2 separate regions of the Rattus norvegicus genome follow, and region 1 is linked to region 2. A link is a contact called in public Hi-C data. All regions are on one chromosome and are shown on one strand. The core of a region is the stretch at or near the end of the contact, and the rest is flanking DNA. Distances in the headings are between cores, read along the strand shown. Region 1 overlaps Ampd3 (adenosine monophosphate deaminase 3). Region 2 has its middle 17 kb from the start of Adm.

Evidence for each region. A called contact is a pair of places that touch in the nucleus more often than the background predicts.
Region 1: a Hi-C map of the A7r5 cell line shows a contact between it and region 2, with 4 times the contacts expected there. The contact joins two enhancer-like sites. A contact is called at or near these places in 7 of 12 Hi-C or Micro-C datasets (the A7r5 cell line, the Rat2 cell line, Schwann cells and 4 more) and 1 of 1 datasets of contacts at active chromatin or transcription factors (oligodendrocytes).

What each region holds. Positions count from the first base shown.
Region 1 is chr1:174,354,999-174,359,121 of GRCr8, reverse strand. It overlaps Ampd3 (adenosine monophosphate deaminase 3), which reads right to left. Exons shown (of 15, transcript NM_031544.2): 9 at 3,623-3,786; 10 at 2,959-3,085; 11 at 1,976-2,139; 12 at 861-981. Among named protein-coding and RNA genes, the nearest start is that of rnf141, 35 kb to the left of the region's middle. Within about 2 kb of position 2,436, at least 42 of the 93 cell types and tissues checked have an H3K27ac peak or open chromatin away from gene starts, as enhancers often do. A contact at or near this core is called in the A7r5 cell line, where this site is marked.
Region 2 is chr1:174,195,496-174,199,186 of GRCr8, reverse strand. No RefSeq gene overlaps it. Among named protein-coding and RNA genes, the nearest start is that of Adm, 17 kb to the right of the region's middle. Within about 2 kb of position 1,561, at least 12 of the 93 cell types and tissues checked have an H3K27ac peak or open chromatin away from gene starts, as enhancers often do. A contact at or near this core is called in the A7r5 cell line, where this site is marked.

The DNA of each region.
Region 1 (4,123 bases), core at 1,187-3,686, 160 kb before region 2:
ATGTAGGGAGGCTGAGTACCCAGGTTCACAGTGACAAATATCATCTACAAGAAGCAAAAGCTAGATGGCCGACATGCCCACCACTGGGGACTGGGAGTCAGTTACTGGCCCAGTGGTGGGTCCTTTGTCTCAAGGCCTTAAAATAAGGGGTGTAGGAATTTTGCAGCACAGAACAAGGGTCAATGGATGGAATCCAAATTCTGTGCTTATTATTACGTGAAGATCACTGCAGGTGAAGGTGGGCTGCAGGACTGCCTCAGCGCATTATCACAGCAGTGCTCTCGAGGAGGGCCTGAGTTCAGTTCCAGGCAGTTCACAACCTGTAACTCCAGCTCCAGGGATCCAACAGCCTCTGCAGGCACCTGCCCCACCCTGCACAGGCCCCCACACAGACATGCACGCACACACGTGAAAAAGGAAAATTAGTCTTTAAAAAGGGAAGGAAAAGGGAACCAGAGATACTAAACGACTGCTGGTGCTGTTTCTATAAAGAAAGCATGGAGATTTCTATTCACTTTTTTCACCTAAAATGTGATGTGTTTGGTTATTTTATGGTTAAAAGTGAGCCAAATCGTCTTTGTTCGTTTTCCTGCTTTAGCTTTGTTTTGAGAGAGAGAGAAGGGCGGGGGGAGGACGAAAACATGAAGTTGGGTAGGGGGTAGGGAGGAGTTGGAAGAAGGAAAGAATATGATCGAAATATGTGAAAATATCTAAATAAAAATTGAAGTGAAACCAAGAAGACTACAGTAGCTCAGCCCTCCAGGAGCCATGGCCCTCAAGGAGCACTGACCAGAGCTCTGAAGAGGGGGTGGGGGATGGGAACCGCACACTCAGGGCCAGCTCCAGGAGAGCACGCTTACCTTCTTGAGGAGCAGCCCGTGGGAAATGTTGTCTGCAGTCAGGAAGGCAGACACTAGGTGAGTGATGGAGCCGGCTTCCCCACAGTGAGGTCGGAACAAGAATGTGCTCAGGCCTCGTTCCCTGTGTTAGGGAGGCTCCAGGTCAAGACGTGCCCATGGCTTACCCTGCCCACTTCCCCAGCCCAGAAGAGAGCACCCCTATGGCAAGGTCAGCACAGCTAGAGCAGTGCACCCCAGAGCAGCCCCTCCTACAATGTGGAAGGGCAGAGGAGACAAGACATGGACAGGGGTCCTGGCCTCCTCCACTCACCCCCACCCCCACCCCACTTCTTGGCATTCCAAGACTGGCTCCATGAGAAATCAGGTCCAACCACTTTGCTTTAGAAATGAGCAAAGGCCCAGGGCATGGCGTGTGTTGAAAGACGCTGAGCAGGTCATGACATAGCCAGAACCAGAGAGCCCATCTCCCAGAGCTCGACTCAGGACCACCTCCACCCTGGTTGTTACAGGCCCTTTTCTCAACCCCATTCTAAACTCACCCGGCACAACCTGGATTAGCTCGGTGCTAGCCCGTGAGAAGCTATGCTCCCAAAGGAAGGTGCATGCAACATTAGACTCACAGAGAAGGGAATGTAGCTGTGCCCTGTGCCTGTGTCCCGGGTTTCTGGCTCCTGTCAGTTTGCGCTTTGTCTGGTTTGTGGACCTTTCCACAGGACACCACCCTAAGATTTAGGCAAACTGAATCTGCTTCACTCGGTCTCTCCTGTGTCCAGACTGTGCCTATCGCATGGGAGTTGCACTTTTTCAAGGCACAAATGCATGTGTGCAGATGGCTGCACAGCAGTAGAGAAGCATGCATATGGTCAGTCAGTGTGTCCTAGGTCTCTCCACGTGGAGGTCGTGCTGGTAAATATGTGCAAATGAACATGTGTGTGCAAATGTACAGCATCCATCGTTGCACACAAGCCACGTATCTGTATCGGCACGAGTCTTCTCAAGCATGTGCCCGCATGTGCAAGCAGTCATGTGATAAACTTAAGAACCACATGGGTGTGCATGTTGGCAGGAGGACCACATGCATGTGAAGCCCACACGCATGCCGGGGCTGCACCCACCTGCGGAGGTTGTTCAGCACCATGATGTTGGCATACATGTAGTACAGGTAGTAACTGTAGGGTGGGTTCTGCTCGCTGGTCCAGAGGTCTGGGCTGGGGCTCTTGTCTGAGAACATGTGGTCACTGTGCTTGGACTCATCATCCACGCTGTCAAACCCTGTCACCTGTGTGGGAAGTATCGACGCTGACATTGACAATGAGGAAACCGAGGCTGGGCCAGATGAGGGTAGGCCTGAGCTGCCAGCTTTCTCCACTGCTGTTGCCAAGGAGGCCAGTGCTGCAGGGAGTGGCAGTCACTGCCAACAGCAGTAGCGAGGGCTGGAGTGGGGGTGGGGCTGCTTGACATGCCAAGCATCTACAACCATCCATCAAGTCCCCTGCCCCCCACCTTACAACTCGCCAGCTAGTTAGCACTCAAATGACACTGCGTGGGGAGGTGGCTGTGGCCTCGTCTTAATGTTGAGCAAACCAGGACCAAAGTGGTTTAGGAAGCTGTCCAAGCGCGATGACTACACTCTGGGCCCAGATAGGTCCAAAGCTGGATTCAGAATTATAGGCAGAGGATTCCTTCGGTGTGTCAAGTTTGGCTGTGAGATACCAGCCGCATGCCTCACAACAGATCGGGGGCCCTGGCCAGGAGCACGGTGGCCCCAGAGGCTCCTCTGCTTCACTGAGAAGAAACCTAGCAAACCGTTTAAATCAGGTATCTCTGACCTCTGGACTAACGGCTGCTGACCCTTGCCTGCAGCTGCCCTTTTAGGGACAGACACAGCCTTCCCCAGTGCTCCCAGCAACCACTACCCTGAGAAGCAGCCTCCCTCCATTCCTTTCATTATACAGCTGCTTGGAGCTGGCAGTCCGTGCCTGGGTCCAGGAGCTGGGGAGGGAAGCAGAGTGGAAGGCCGGAGAAGGTGATTGGGCCCATGTGGGGCAGGAGTGCCCTCCTCTGCCAAAATGGGCTCACTAGAGGCCCCCAGACTTACGTATTTAAGGAAGAGGTGAAGCTCCCGATGGTCTTGAGGGTTGATAGTAGCCTGGAAAAGGGGCAGGAAGATGTTCTCCAGCATCTTCCCAAAGCTTGGCAGTAGTTTCTTTGACCTAAATATATCACTGGGGAAACCAAAGGCTGGCTTGTTAGGGACTTGGTCTGCCAAGTGGGCCCCTGTCACTTTCTCAGCAGAGAAAACAGCCAGTGTGGTCAGTGTTTGCAAACTGATGGGCATCTTTCTGTACCTGTGGCCATTGCCTCAAGCCAGAGGCCACTGAGAGTGAGGAGGTGGGATTCAGGCTGGGTGAGAAGTGACAAAAGAGTCCTCAAATCTCCAGGGACATGGACTCTGCCACTCAAGCCCAGCCCAGCTGGAGATGAGAGTGTCGCTTTGCATGGCAGCCACAGAGGCCAGTAATGTAGGACACCATGGGTCATCTCATCCCCCAGGCTCACCCAAATCTTCAATGAGAAGAAAGGGTGTTCCCCCAGCAAGGCCTTCTCATGTATGTATTCCTCAACAGCAAGAGTGATGTGTGCTGAAAGCCAAGCCCACAGTCCCTGTCCCCAGGCTCAGGAGCATACACACGGACAGGAGCCATGCAGGACAGGCTGTGGTCCCCGGAGAAGCCCGGGGCAGACAAGAACACAGTACTCACTAGATCCGCGGCACCTGGATGATCCAACGCATGTTGGGCGAGTAGACCTTGTGCTGAATGAACCAGCGGGCCAGGCTAGACCATTCCTTAGGACTGCGACCATAGATGGACAGCCGGGGTTCTGAGTACTGGTACTTGCTGTCCTCCAATTCCCGGGCCACTTCCTAATACCAAGAACTGAGTTGGCACAAAAGCCTCCCAGCTACACGAGAGCCCCCGATCCCTGGGTTGGCCCTGGGATCCTCAGCTACCTGCTCATAGGTGGGAAGGCTGATCTAAATCCCTGGGGTTGCCGTGTAAGCACCCACTCCCCCGCCAAGGCTTCTCCTGGGAGGGAGGCCAGGGTCTGACACCAGCACGCTGTAGAATCAGGCCTGGCTGTAGAGCCAGAACAGGCAACAGCAGTGTCTCCGCCTGGAGCCAGCCTGCAACCAGCCAAGTTCTGGCTGCAAATGGACAGGGGTGGCGCCAGGATGCTCCGAGCTCTCCCTTCTCACCCCT
Region 2 (3,691 bases), core at 312-2,811:
CCCCAAGAAAATATTGCTTTAGTGACTGGCCTCTTGCCATGGCTGAACCAGGCTAGAACATTCCCAAAGCCTTTACACAACACTAGAGAAGAACAACTGGACATAAGCAAGAAACATAAACACAACACAGGCTTGTGAACTACAGTAACAAGGGCAAGAATTAAAGAACCAGACACGGGAGGGAGGAAGGAATTTTGAGTGCTATGACTTTCTTGTTAATTTCTCAAGAGCCATACTTACTCCATAAGCAATACATTTGTATTTTGAAGCCTCTATAGTGTAACTTTTGGTCTCCTTGTCATACTCTAGTACTTTATGGTTTGTCTACCTTGAGCTGTTTATCTGAGTAATTCTGAGAAGCCTTCCTCCTACTCCTTCCTCCCTTCCCCCATGATGATCCCCACCCCCTCCAGGACTTCTGCAGATGAGCACATAGGTGATCAACTCAGTCATTGAACAAAAGTGCCCCTAATTAGGAGCTGTGGCGCAAGACACTGAGTAATGAGCCATTGCCTACCCGGTCTTATCAGACACAGTCTGATAGGAGGAACTATTAAGGGTCATTTCCTTAATACTTATGTCAACTAAAAACTACGAGATTTGACTTTTAAAAGAAGAGATTTATATGAAAATACATCTAACAGGCTCATTGATCTCTGCCAACAAAAAGATCATTGTTTAGAGAATCCTCAAGTCAATGATGACAACTGAAAGAAGATCTTGTGTGTGAGTACATCTTCCCGAAGATGGCAAAGAGGAAAATCCCACTTTCTAGAACTATCAAGACAGGTGATCTCTGTTCTCTGTGCCTGCAGTCGGATGACTAAGAGGCTCTACCAGAACTATCCAAGCTTATGACTGTTAACTCTTCACCATTGTCTCCACATCTAACCTGAGCTCAGATTTTCCCACCTGGCGGCGTTATCTTCACTTCTCTGGGAATTCCTTAACCTGCCTCAGTTTCCTCAAAGAAGATAAGATAAGATCTGAAGACGTCACAAGTAAATGTGAGCTGAAGCCTGCTGGCCAGCTCTACTGGGAAGAACATTTCCACTTCCGGGGCAGGGCAGGGGATATTCACAAAGAATACTATCCATTGACACACCCTTCAGAGAACAGTCTGTGCGGGAACTAGCCTTCAATCATGGCTCATATGGCATAATTGCCTTATGAGGAAGATACCCAAATTCTTAAGGATTGAACCTTGCTCAAGGGGTTCACTGGGCAGGGCCCTGTAGGTCCTTGGTGGGGTCAGGGAGACTCAGCAAGCTTATTCTAATGGATGGGACAGACAGCCATTGAACTAGCTTAAAAGACAGCAAGCACCCATGGGACCCTACCATTTATCCTAGCACATAACAGACCTGCTGGTACAGAATTATATAAACATACATTTCACATCCCCCAAGTTCCTCAAGACATTTGGCAAAGACCAATTCACATGCTTAGATTATTCCAATAATGTATTCCAAAGGAAACAGCAGGTGGCAGCAGAGGGTTACATTTTTTTACTCTTTGGCACGGAATGAGAACAAAGTGTTAGGGCATAATCACATCTGAGTCACCCCACTGGCCTAGAGATGGCTCACCACCATTTTGTCATGTGGGTAGTGTAGAGTCATCTCCAGTGGGCTCTGTGAATTTTAAAAAGAGACTCTCCCAAAAGCCCCTGTCCAAAGCCAGAAGGCTTCCTGATTTCTGTGAGCCGAGCAAGACAGCAACTCCCGGCAGACTCCACCTCCAGCTTTGAGTCTCTCATATCCTGTGGCCCAATGTCAGGGCATGCTAGTTCATGGCTTCTTCACATCGGAGAGGCCCTCAAAAAACATGGTGAAGTAGACGAGTGGCTAACAAGTGAGTTTTCACAGCACCGTGTTTTTGCTCCATTATATTATCCAAAGCTAGAGTGTGGGGGCTGAGAAAGGGAATTAATAGAACCTGAAACTGAGGTACTTGGCACATTAGAGACCTCAGAAAGTCCCATCAAAACCAGCAGCTGCTGTAGCACTGGGCTCATGAGCTGACAGTGCTGTGATCACTCCCCCACTTGGCCCCAAGTCTTCCTTGCCTTACATAGTCCTATGCTTGGCTTCTAATGTGCAAGCTGCAGCTGGAAAGTTTGCAGTATAGTGTTGTGTTGGATCTTGCAGGCCAGTCCTTTGTTGAATTGCTTTGCAGGGCAAATCCAAGTTTACCTTTAATACGTGACTGGAGCCTGCTAGTGGATGAGAGTTCAGTGGATAAGAGTACTCGATACCAAACCTGAAGACCTGAGCTCAATCCTGGGGGCCCACAGGGTGGAAGGAGAGAATCAACTTCCATATATTGTGGTCTGACCTCTACCTCTACGTGCAAACACACAGCACTCACATGCACACACACACACACACACACACACACACACACACACACACACACACACACGCTCGAAATATAAACATTGTGAATGGTCAGTTTGGTGCTCTGGGCAGGTTCCTCAGAAACACTTGGACTTAGCTGCTTTGTTTCCATCAAAAAAGAAACTGAAACACATCGTTTAGAGGAGGGTAGAGGTATGGAGGAAGATGGAGGGATAGTTGGAGGGATGGAGGTGGAGGGAAAGATGGGGGAGGGAGGGAGGGATAAGGAGGATGGAGGATTTTGCTAAATTTTGATAAAAGGAACAAAATTTAGCTCTTTTTTTTTCTCTCTCTCTTCTCCCTCTATTACCTCCCTTCCTTCCCCATCTCCTCAATTCCAATAAATCTCCTCCCCATGACAAAAAAAAAAAGGAACAAAATTTATTAAAAAAAAAAAAAAAAGACAAAATTGGAAATCTGGTTCCTAAGATCCTAACAGATCTTGCAAACAGATGTACTTGTGGGTTTTCTTTCTGAAAGTTGAGTTGACAAAAAAATTAGCAGCCTTGGCCCTTTGTAAGTCACATAATTGAACTTGCAGCATCCACAGAGCCTGGAAGAGCCTCCGGAAAGGTGGGGTAGCAAATGAGGACAATATTCTGTGACTTGATGTGTGGCTTCAGCTTCAGACATTGAATGAGCTGGTTTTACTTTCCTACAGAAAACATAATCTTGGGGCTGGGAGTGTGGCTCAATGCTTGCCTAGGATGCCAGTCGCCAGCAGTGCACCCTGGTGATACCGAAGCGGTGGCACATTCTTGCCATACCAGTCCTAGGGACGTGGGGGCAGAAAGATGAGACATTGAAGGTCATCGTCCACTTTATGATGAACTCAGAGCCAGTCTGAACTCCATGAGATCCTGTCAAGAAAGAGAGGGAGAGAGGAAAGCAGTCAGGCAATGCTATCTTATTTTGACATCTTCAGGATGAGCCTCTCAGCTCTCTTCATGGAAAGGGTCAATTCAACTTATCAGCTAAGGAAAATATTGTACAAATCCTTTGAATGGAATAAATGATATCTTTTGGAGAAATGTTCCAGAATTCATATCAACATTTCATTTTCCCTCTGCTTGTATGTTCAACTGCACAAACATGAAGTTAATCATTTAATGCAGGGAATTGACAGCACAGAGAAAACACTTGGATTGACTGTCTGGAGTTACCATCAGCAACTTTAATTACGACCCACTGCTCTTGGGTCCTGAAGGAGCCAGAAAATGACATCTGTGTGCCAAAATATTCATTAGAATTCCCTTCTCGGTCATTGTTCAGGAAGAAAAGTTCCCCTCTGG